Linked DNA regions of Lactuca sativa: regions 2 and 3 are each linked to region 1. A link is a contact called in public Hi-C data. All regions are on one chromosome and are shown on one strand. The core of a region is the stretch at or near the end of the contact, and the rest is flanking DNA. Distances in the headings are between cores, read along the strand shown. Region 1 holds the start of LOC111887758. Region 2 holds the start of LOC111887742. Region 3 holds the start of LOC111887744 (arginine decarboxylase).

Region 1 (3,661 bases), core at 788-3,287:
AACAAATTTAGTTAGAACTTGAGACTCAGTCTCTCTCACTTAACTATCAAACAACCTCTAAGTATTTTTAATAAAGAGACTAAAGATGAAAATAATAAAGTAAACAGAGATAACTATTTATTATTTTCAAAACCTACAAGTGCATCGAGATCACAACAAAGATCAATTCAAAAACTACAAGTGCATCGAGATGCATTAACCCGATGATATAAATTCAAGACATTTTCTTGCCCATAGATAGAAATCTCAAGTTCTCAACTATTTATTATTTTCTACCAAAAATATACTTTTAACCCAAAAAATATCCAAAATCATATCTATAAAAAGCCAAAAGAATTATTTCATATTTTACTTCTTCTAGTGGTGTGCCTTTGCCTCGGCTTTTCTTTGTGACTTAGCCTTCGCCTGTTAATAATAATAAAATTAAAAAAAAAAAAAAGCATAACAATTAACAAGCATCAATAAAATGGTGTTTAAAAATTTATTTTAAAAAATCACAGCACAAAAATTATTAGTTAAGTCGCTAAACCAATAAAATATGAATGCTTATATTTTAACTTTTAACCAGTTTAAAAAAATGTTAGAATACATACAAGTATACCTTACTTTCATCAATTTAGCCACTAGATTAGTATTTTTATGATAAAAGTTCATGGCTAAATCGATAAAATATTAGAATTACTAGGTAAATCAATAAAATATAGCAATTCAACTCTTCCAAATTGATAAGGGCATAAATATCAAGAAAGATTATTGATACAATTCAACTACAACTATTAACACATAGAAACATGAAATCAATTGATAAGAAAGGTACCAATACCTTAAGGTATTTGAGCTTGATGCTACCATAAACTACTCCAACAGAGAAGGCTGACACACGTGCCACCTGTAATATCAAGATCCAAATTAATCATAATCCCATGACTCAAAGAAATAAAAAACAGATAAAGCCAACAAAAAGAAAAGCATTTATATCACATATAAACAAAAATCCAAAATCATAATATTCCTTTGCAAAATGTGTAACGATATTCATTGCAAGCAAACCATTATTCTTTTTAAAGTGAAATGCACATTTATGTAACAACGAATAACCATTTTCCCATTTTATGCAACAAAAGTGGTTTTTAATATAAAATATGAAATTATACATGTCGTTTCATTGTAGAACCAAAATATGTTACCAATTACTAGTATAACCGGTTGAAACATGGCTAAATAATTAGTTTAAGTTGAATAAATTGGTAAAACAAAACGATCATTGTTGCATAATTTAATAAAAAAGTGAAACATTGTTGCATAAATAAGCATTTGAGGAATGAAATGTTGGTGCATAAAATGGGAAAGCATTCTAGCAATAGTAGTTACAGAAATGCAAAAAAGAACAATGCTTTCAGAAAAGAAAAAGAAAATGATTTTAGATTTCTTATACAGAATATCAAAGTTACCATGTGAATTTACATTTCCACAGTCTATACAAACTCCACAATTATCATAAGATGGAATTTGCGTTTATCATTTTCGAAAGGACAAATGGACAATGTTTTATATGCAACAGAACGTCGATTTTAATGTTTCAAATGCTAATAGCTCTTTGAAAATACAATCACTGCAAATCTAAGAAAGAAAGAAACAAACAAGCAAAGCCTACGTCACATCAAATCAAAATTGAATCAATACATGAAACGCTAAACTCGTGATAATCAATTGAAAGACAGATCACACAAATAATAACATTTATTTTCATGTCGAATAAACTGAAGGTAGAGGAAAGCAATTAAATCAAACATTTTGCACGAAATCGACGCAAAAAAAAACACATAAGTATACAGTCCCGGAGTTTAAATCGATGAGCGGAAATTGTGAAGATTTTTACCAAAGCGAAGGTGCTGGTACCGGAGTAAAGGCCGGGCGGTGGCGCCATCGGGAAAATGTGCAGAATCGTTGATCGGGAAATTGAAGAGTAAATGAAGAGATCAGTCGCAGGTCATAAGCCCTAGAAGAATTCGCAGCATCAGATGTTTTGTTTTGTGGGTTTACGGTAGAGTAAACTACTAATGGTCTAAGGTAATTTGTGCGTTTGGTTCCTAACTTATTTTTTTAATTCGAAAGGTCCCTACTAACTCGAAAGGTCCCTATTGTTTGTTTTTATTACGCGCTTGATCCCTGTCTTACATAAAAAGTCTATTTCTCCCTTTATTTTTTAATTTATTTAAATAAACACACCTTAATCTCACCCTTCTCACCTTACCTTACGTACCCTATCAGTTTTCCATATTTAAATAATAGTCTTTTTAGGTATGACATGGACCAAACGCATAACAAAAACAAACAATATGGACCAAACACATAATAAAAATAATCAGTAGGGACCTTCAGAGTTAAAAAAAATAAGTTAGGGACCAAACGCACAAATTACCCCAAATCATAGGGACCATTCGTGTAATTTACTCTTTACGGTATAATTTGTAATCAGGTGTGGTCATGTCTACCATAGCTAGACCTAGTCGGGGTATGCAACATTCGTGGTGGTTCGAGCTATTAAATCGAAAAACTAAACCGGACCGAATGAAAGATAGATTAAAGCCAAAAACATGTAAATCGTCCATATAGATTTATTAGATGGAGTTTATTGTTTAGATATATGAGGCTGATGGGTGTGGTGAAGGCGGTCCCGATATTTTAGAAATTATGTGCGAATTAATAAAAAATAGACCCTAAAATTTGAAATATCTCAAAATTTAAGCAAAAAAATATACATTTTAATTTTTTGTTGTAAATACATAAAATAAAACTTCATTCAAAATAATACACAAAAAAGAAATTGGTTTCTACTTGAAAACTATCATCATCCTAATATTTGTTGGAATAAATTTCTCAATAACATCTTCATATGTAACTTTGTCCAACATGTTATGCTCAATCATCATCAAAGCCAATCCATTAAGTCGTTCTTGAGTTATTGTAGATCGTAAATAGGACTTCAAAATCTTCAATTTTGAAAAACTTCGTTCTGCAGATGCAATAGTAACAGGAATAGTCAATATAATTTTATATGCAATAGATGTAATAGTAAAACAATCAACACGTTTTAAAAAGTTTAAAATGTCAATTGTTGTCATTTTTTCTTTGGGCAAGAGATGTAGAAATAATTTTAACTCAACATACAAGTCATTTTCATCAGTATCCAATTGCTCATCTTTCTTGAATGAAGTTTTAAAAGACTTACAACAAGATTTTAAGGTTATATCATCTAATGAATGTAGTTTTTCTAAATTAAACAAAGAACCAAATATTTTATCATATTGTTGATATTGTTCAAAACCTGTAGTTAAACCAGTAATTGCTTGATCAACAATATAAATAAAATATTTAACCCTAAATTTCTCTTGCGCGGATTGTGAAACACTACAAGAAGTATGAGATGAAATTTCATCAAAATGTTTTTTAATTTTAGGTTCATGTTTTTTAGAAAATATTGGATCGTTGCCCATTTTCAAGGCAATATCTTTTGCAGTTTCTAAAGCATTTAAAAAACCATTTTCTCTATATTCTTTAAAAAACGAAATCAGCCCCTTTATTTTTTTTTCCATAGCAACATCAATAAGCATATCTTTTTATTGCAATTGTTTGCTAACTAAATTAACAGTATTTAACA
Region 2 (3,661 bases), core at 512-3,011, 190 kb before region 1:
CAAGAAAAGTTCCTCAATGTTGTCTCCAAGCTGCATCAAAACAAAATTCAAAGATTATTTCAGAAAATGTTATTACAAGGAATGGATTCTATCAAAGGAATTGGATTTGTCAACTTACATTGCTTTTGGGTTAGAGATATCCAAGAAGTCCTTTGTGTGTGGTTGTAATTTTACATATGTACCCTTTGGGAGGGTCACATTTTTTACACGCACAATGTCTCCTTCTTGTAAAAGCAGATTTTCCATCATCTACATGGGAAAATCAATTCTGTTAATGAGCATAAAAACTAAGATGTCAAAAGACATAAATAGCCCTATAAGTCTATTACCCAAGAGTTAGAAAATGAAAAAAAAAAATGCATACCCAATAAGGCATATAAATCATGCCTTCTTCTGCAATGAATTCCAACACCCCACAATGTGAAATCCTCTCCGTAGCAGCATTTCGAAGCTCAAACAACATTGGATAATCAATGTGAAGAGAAGCTGAAATTAAAAAAAAAAAATGCTAATTGTCATCATCGTCTTATATAGATATTAAGTTTTGGGCTATAAATAACTTCCACCATGGTTTTAAGTACAATTTCAAAGAAAATTTAGTATGAGAAAGAGAAACTAACCAAGGCGATCAAGGGCAGAAGGAGGCATTATAACTAAAACAAGAATAAAGAAATGTGAGTGATTGAAAAGGAAACTTAAGGGAGAATACATACATACATACAAACATACTAGAATACAAATAACAAATACTACTCACTTTTATCACCATTTTCTAACTGAGGCTGCAGAAGCAAAAAAGAAATGTAGAATTAGAACAATAGTATAATTCAAACATGTGTGAAACCAGAGTATGAATTATAAATTATAATCATACTTCTTGTGCACTTTGCATATGAATAATAAAATAAAAATGTTGAAGCTTCTTAAACCTTATCAATAAAAGATGCAGGGTAGCATCGATATGTTTGCTCAAAGGATGTTCCATGATAGCCATAACCATCAAAATACTGCAGCTCAAAAGCAATACAATTAGTATAAACATGATATAGAAACTCATCAGCATCAAAAAAAAATGATAACCTATCAAGAAAATATCCACTTACATCTTTATCTACACTAAAAAGGGTTAAATCCAACCAAATATAGTACATATAAAATTAGACGACTTCATTCTTTCTTCAGTGGATATTTATTTCATATCAATTAGCCCTTTTGATCACCAAAAGTGAAGTGTAGATTTTTTCAAGGTTAATAGTTTTGTATAGAAGGCTAGAGATTAGAAGTGGCATATAAAATTAAAGAACATGATCACAGGATACATACCATATTTACTCTTCTTACTTGACAACAAGAAATCGAATATTCAGCAACCTGATTAAAGAACAGAATCTACGATCAGAGAGCATATAGAAAATCACACAGATAACTAAATACACTACAAACGTACGAATTTATATGTTTATTTAATCATATGAAAAGAGATTTCTTTATATAATCGAATATACAGCTACCATCCCAGCATTTATCCACAATTGAAAATTAAATACACCTAAATAATGATGATAAAACAAAACCCGAGATTAAGAATCAGAAAACCATGAAATTCAGGAAATAATCTTACCAGATGAAGAACGACGGATTTGGAACCTGTTGCAAAGACTTGGAGAACAAAAAACCCTTCGAAAGAATTTAATCTTAGAATTCGGATTGATATAGATTTTGGAAAAAGAGGAGATTACGCTACCATGCGCCTGGTGCGTAGTGTGCACGCTAGTTGCATCCGGGCTGAGCAAAATGAAAAGCTTTATATAAACACATGTTTTAGGCCCAATTCATTAATAAATAGGTTCTGGGATAATTGCATCTGGGCTTCATTTTGGGTTAAATCAACATGTGTTGTAGAAAAGGTCCATGGCCGAAAAGACACATGATATGTTAAGCATCAAAATGAACCAAATATACATTCGATAAGATAAGAAATGTATAGAAATGTATAAATTTCCATTTTACTATGAATCAACTATAATCGACCGATAGGGAATCACCTTCTTATACGATAAACTTTTCTAAAATCTCCCCATAAAATATATATCTTATATAATTTAAAAGAAATTTTAGCTAAGTTGTCGCAAATATAAGATATCTATCTCACATAGAGTGTCTAATTGAGATTGATTTTGGAATAATCACATTTGGGATGTCAAGCACTTTATGATGTGTTGTTCAATTATAGGAGAGTGTCTAATTGAGATTGATTTTGGAATAATCACATTTGGGATGTCAAGCACTTTATGATGTGTTGTTCAATTATAGGTGGATATTCGGTTGGTTACAGTTACGGTTTACCTTCATATGATACATCATCATTAGTGTTCTTCATTGTGAAGCAATAGGTGTATATAAACTCATCGGAATCGAACAACATTGATATGATTTTAATAGATCATGATGTAGCAATATGAAATATATATGATTCCTTGCTTTTGTTTGTATGAGTATAATTTTTTCATTCGTTTGTTTGTATGATAATATAGGGTAAATTATATATTTGTTATTTATATATATAGATTAATAGAGAGTTCCTCTAGGAACAGTAATTGTTTCCTATTGAACATTTTTTTTAATAGTAAAGTTTTCTTCTAAAAAACTTTAGCAACAATTGTTTGAGATGTTAACATTTTTGGTCTTTTATTCTTTAATGTTACATCATTTTGCTACAATAATTTCTACAACTTGGCAATTTTGGTCCATACTATAATAATAATTACAATAAGCCATAATATTTTCTACAACTTGGTAGTTTTGGTCACTTCTTTAATATTAATTTTTGCTTTTCAACATCTAACCACCGTAGTCTCTATATTTTGACAACTTTCGTCCATTTTCTACAACTTGACACTTTTGGTCCATTTTCTAATATTAATTACAGTAAGCCATAATATTTTCTACAGCTTGGCAGTTTTGGTCCCTTCTCTAATATTAATTTTCTTTTTTCAACATCTAACCACCATAGTTTCTATATTTTATCAACTTTCGTCCCTATGTATATTCCAAAAAATTGTCTCATAAACAAACACGAACTGTGAAATCTGAAACAACCAAGAAAATAATAAAAAAAACTTCTCGACTCCTAGCAACGCAAGGACATACCCTCTAGTTATTATAAATAGTCTTATGAAGAAGTTTGATTATTTGTTGAAGGAAGGGGATGTATATATATTTTCAAAAAAAATTGGTGATAATGTTGCTTGTTTAAAAATTGTAAGTGACAACTATAAAGTAGTGTAAAAGCATTAGGAAGATTTAAATTGTTTGGGTGTTTGTTGACATTGAGTGTGTTTGATTTCTAAACAATGTAGGGAGCTTATTTATTGTTAATATTTGATTAGTAGAATATTTATTTAGCGGTTATAAAATTTTAGATATTTGTGCAACAATTATCGTATATTGAAAACTGTTAGTATGTAGTAATTGTTGAAAAATTTAGGGTTCACTTTGTAAAGATCTAGATCAGAAAAGTTCAAGCCCGTCGACATTGAAAATAAGTGAACTGGAACCAATGTTCTGAATAACGTGAGGCGTGAGTTTGATGGCAAGGTCAAAGTTAATTCATGGCAAGCCTTAGCGAATTATGATGTTTTTCAAGACGTGACTATTTTAT
Region 3 (3,661 bases), core at 794-3,293, 160 kb before region 1:
TGAATCGGGATGATTGGGAACAACTGGCCGAAGCCCCAGAAATCAGGAATTGAAGTGAACACAGAGAGATTGATATGATAAGTGGTCACCGAATCCGATGCTCCGATTGTTTTCGCCACCAGATCGCATAACCCATCAACGGAGGCCAACTGCTCCATGTCAAGAGTTCCATCTCTGAATTTCTCAATGCATCTTTGCTTCAGCTGATCAGCATACACCAGACAAGCTTCATACTCGCCTCTGATGGCGGACTGTGAAAGATTATCATAATCGGATTGAGCTTCCTCAGGGAGGCTTTCGCCGAACTGCTTAACGTCAGTGGAAGACAAAGTTGGCACGGTGTATTTGCTGGAAGAAACCGCTTCGAATATGAGGATTGAATGGTGGGACACGATTGCCCGTCCGCTCTCGCTACAAATCACCGGATGCTTCACGGATTTCCGATCACAAACAAACTTCACCGCCTGAACAACCGCGGCGGCGTACTCTTCAAGAGTGTAACCCACGGAGACATCTGAGTCGGTTGATTTTGAACCATCGTAATCAATGCCTAGTCCACCGCCTATGTCGATGACTTTCATGGATGCACCAAAGCGGACTAATTCACTGTAAATTTGCGCCGCCTCACCAACGCCATCGGCCAGTAAGTCGGTGGAAGGGATCTGAGATCCGATGTGGAAATGGAGCAATTGTAGGCAGTCTAACATACCACATTTTTCAAGCTTCTTCACAACACGGAGAATTTGCGTCGTTGTAAGTCCAAACTTACCTTTTTCGCCGGAAGTCGATCCAAAATGGCCTGAATGCTTCGTACGGAGCTTAGCACGGACTCCTACAACGGGAAGAACGCCAAGTTTTCGGCTCATATCAATAACTGAATCCAGCTCCTCTTCTTGCTCGAGAACAATCACAGTATTCAACGAAAGCTTTCGAGCGATCAAAGCAAGTGAGATGTATTCTGCATCTTTGAAACCGTTGCAAATCAGGAGAGATTCAGAACTTCCTTTGCAGAGACAGCTCATGGCTAGAAGAAGCTCTGGTTTGGATCCGGCCTCCAATCCGAACCTAAAAGAGGAACCGAATTTCACAATGTCCTCGACGACGAACCGGTCCTGATTGCATTTCACGGGATAAACTCCCTGGTAATGCGAGCCGTATCCCTGCGACTCGATGGCGCAATTGAAAGCCGACTGGATCGACTCCAGGCGGTTCTTGAGAACGTCCGGGAACCGGATGATGAGAGGAAGCGGCAGGTCAAGGCCTCCGGTCGATTTCGGGTCAGACGCCTTCTTCACAACCTTCAAGAGATCAATCTCCTGATGGTCCATGGTTCCGGAACCATGCGGACGGACAGTGACATTGCCGGAGGAGTTAACAGAGAAGTAAGGCGCACCCCATCCATTAACTCTGTAGAGAGCAGCAGAGTGATTCGGTGACCAATGAGCGGCTGCGGATGATAGATCAGGTAGACCGGTGTTTCTCGAATGAGGTACGCCGGAAAAAGGCTCCGGCGCGGGAAAAGAACCATCCCAGGCAATGTAACCGGGAGGAAACGGGGGAGAAGCATCAACGCAACACGCTAGGGTCGGCATCTCTTCCCCGATCTGTTAATCAATGGTTAGAAGGAAAGAATCAAAGAATTCAAAGTATTTAATTTGGCTAAGTTTGTAAAGTTAGGGGGCTTTACAACCCGCCGAGGCCGGAGCCCCGGCTACCCCCTCAAAAGAAGCAGATGAAGAACTGAATCAAAGGAGAAACAAGCCCTAAACTCCTAATCAATACAAAAATCCCCACAACTGCCGCTCAGAAGAAGAAACACACAAATTTATCCAAAAATGAACACTCGAGTAATCAAATCAAACACCGAAACAAATCTAGAAATTAAACACTGATCCCACCATGCAAAATCAGAATCTCAAAACCCAAACCCCGACAAAACAAACGGAGCGGCGTCCGGAAACCTAACGGCGACAATTAAACCTAATGTGCTTACTGTTTACAGAACGATTCACGAATGTGAAATGGGCGAGAATTGCATGAGAGTTGATGGCCCTTTATATAGTAGTTGGGGATTGATATCTCTTTCTCGGACCTAATATTTCAAAATACAGATTTATGTACAATATGTATTGCATGTTGTACAAGCTTTCCCACCGTTTCTACTTTGATTCCAGTACTTATTGGAATGAAAAAGAAAATCATCTCGAAAAGAGAACTCAGGTACACATTTTGCCGCATATAGTACAAGTAGATGACACCAACTCAATCTTATCCTGGATATAACTATTATTGCTCTGGAATTAGGAAAATTTTCACATTAAATTATTTCAAATAAAAGAAAGGTACAACATTTAATGCATGATTTAAAAGTTATATGTATTCTTATTCTGTCTTTAACAGCTATAGCTCTGAAAAAAAAAATACTAATCAGCTTTCCCGGAATTGATGCACAAAGCACAAAGATACAAATAGTATTCGATGTACAATGCCTAATACGTAATGTACAAGTTAGTATTGAAATTTGATTAAATAATATTTTATAGAAAGTCATTTTATTGCTTATTTATCTAAAGACGGGATAATGAGTTTAAAGAATAATATATTTTTTGATTTATACATATTTAATTATTAATTTTTTTTCATTTATATTTACCCTTTCAACTTGTTAAACTGTATACATTTAGTTTTTATGAACGGTTATTTCAGATTAACCGGTAAAAATGACTTAATAGGGTAATATATTTCTCATTTTGTACACATTTAGTCCTTAATATTTTTGTACACATTTAGTCCTTAATATTTTTTTTTTTTGCAAAATAAGTCATTTTTGTTTTTGTACTCATTCAGTACTTATGAATGATTTCTTTAGGTTTTTCTCATAATATCTTACGTGGGATAACCATATGGTGGTGGGATAGGTTGAGGTGGTCGTGCTATATGTTGTAGGTCAAGATACCTGGTGCGGGTCAGCTGTAAGTTGTAGGCTCGAGAAGAGCAGTTGGGTTAAGGCAACATGTCGACAAACCCTGGGTATTTCAGTCTGATTACTTATTGGACTTGTTGCATGTTGGTATTCCAGTCCAATGACTGATTAGGTCAAGGTATTCTAATCTGATGAGTGTGTTGGCATTCCAGTCTGATGACTGATTGGGCCAATGTATACTAATCTGATGAGTGTGGACTCGTTATGCATGATAATATGTTTGTTGGATCGTGTATTTTTGGGGAAAACTCACTAAACTTTGTGCTTACCTAGTTGGTTATGTTAACAGGTTCTATCGTTGATCGTGGGAAGGCGGAGGCATGGTTGTATACACTCATCAACAATATCGAGGATTCTGCGTTTCTTATATTACTCTGATTTTCGATAAATGTATTTTGGAATAAACGTTTTTTCTTAATAATGGATTTATAATTAGGGACTTTTGTTTTATTAAAAAATGAAAATTTTTGTTGTGAAAATGAGATGTTACACATAAACATCAATAGCTCCACACACTTCATCAATGATTGTCCCACGTAAGATGTCGTAAGAAAAACCTAAAAAAATCATTCATAAGTTCTGCACGAGTACAAAAACAAAAATGACTTATTTTGAAACAAAAAAATATCAAGGACTAAATGTGTACAAAAAAAAAAATTAGGACTAAATGTGTACAAA

Evidence for each region. Hi-C and Micro-C count contacts between places; a contact is called where the count stands out from the background.
Region 2: a contact with region 1 is called in a Hi-C map of leaf, with 2.6 times the contacts expected there. The contact joins the promoter of LOC111887742 here to the promoter of LOC111887758 in region 1. A contact is called at or near these places in 2 of 4 Hi-C or Micro-C datasets (leaf and seed).
Region 3: a contact with region 1 is called in a Hi-C map of leaf, with 6 times the contacts expected there. The contact joins the promoter of LOC111887744 here to the promoter of LOC111887758 in region 1. A contact is called at or near these places in 2 of 4 Hi-C or Micro-C datasets (leaf and seed).

Annotation. Positions count from the first base shown.
Region 1 is chr4:111,740,594-111,744,254 of Lsat_Salinas_v11, reverse strand. LOC111887758 reads right to left here and starts at 2,037. Exons shown (of 3, transcript XM_023883917.3): 1 at 1,880-2,037; 2 at 824-889; 3 at 96-405. The coding sequence starts at 1,927. The coding sequence ends at 358.
Region 2 is chr4:111,927,025-111,930,685 of Lsat_Salinas_v11, reverse strand. LOC111887742 reads right to left here and starts at 1,761. Exons shown (of 10, transcript XM_023883904.3): 1 at 1,622-1,761; 2 at 1,324-1,371; 3 at 930-1,007; 4 at 758-782; 5 at 621-653; 6 at 365-486; 7 at 119-249; 8 at 1-30. The coding sequence starts at 1,326.
Region 3 is chr4:111,904,974-111,908,634 of Lsat_Salinas_v11, reverse strand. LOC111887744 (arginine decarboxylase) reads right to left here and starts at 2,043. Exons shown (of 1, transcript XM_023883905.2): 1 at 1-2,043. The coding sequence starts at 1,592.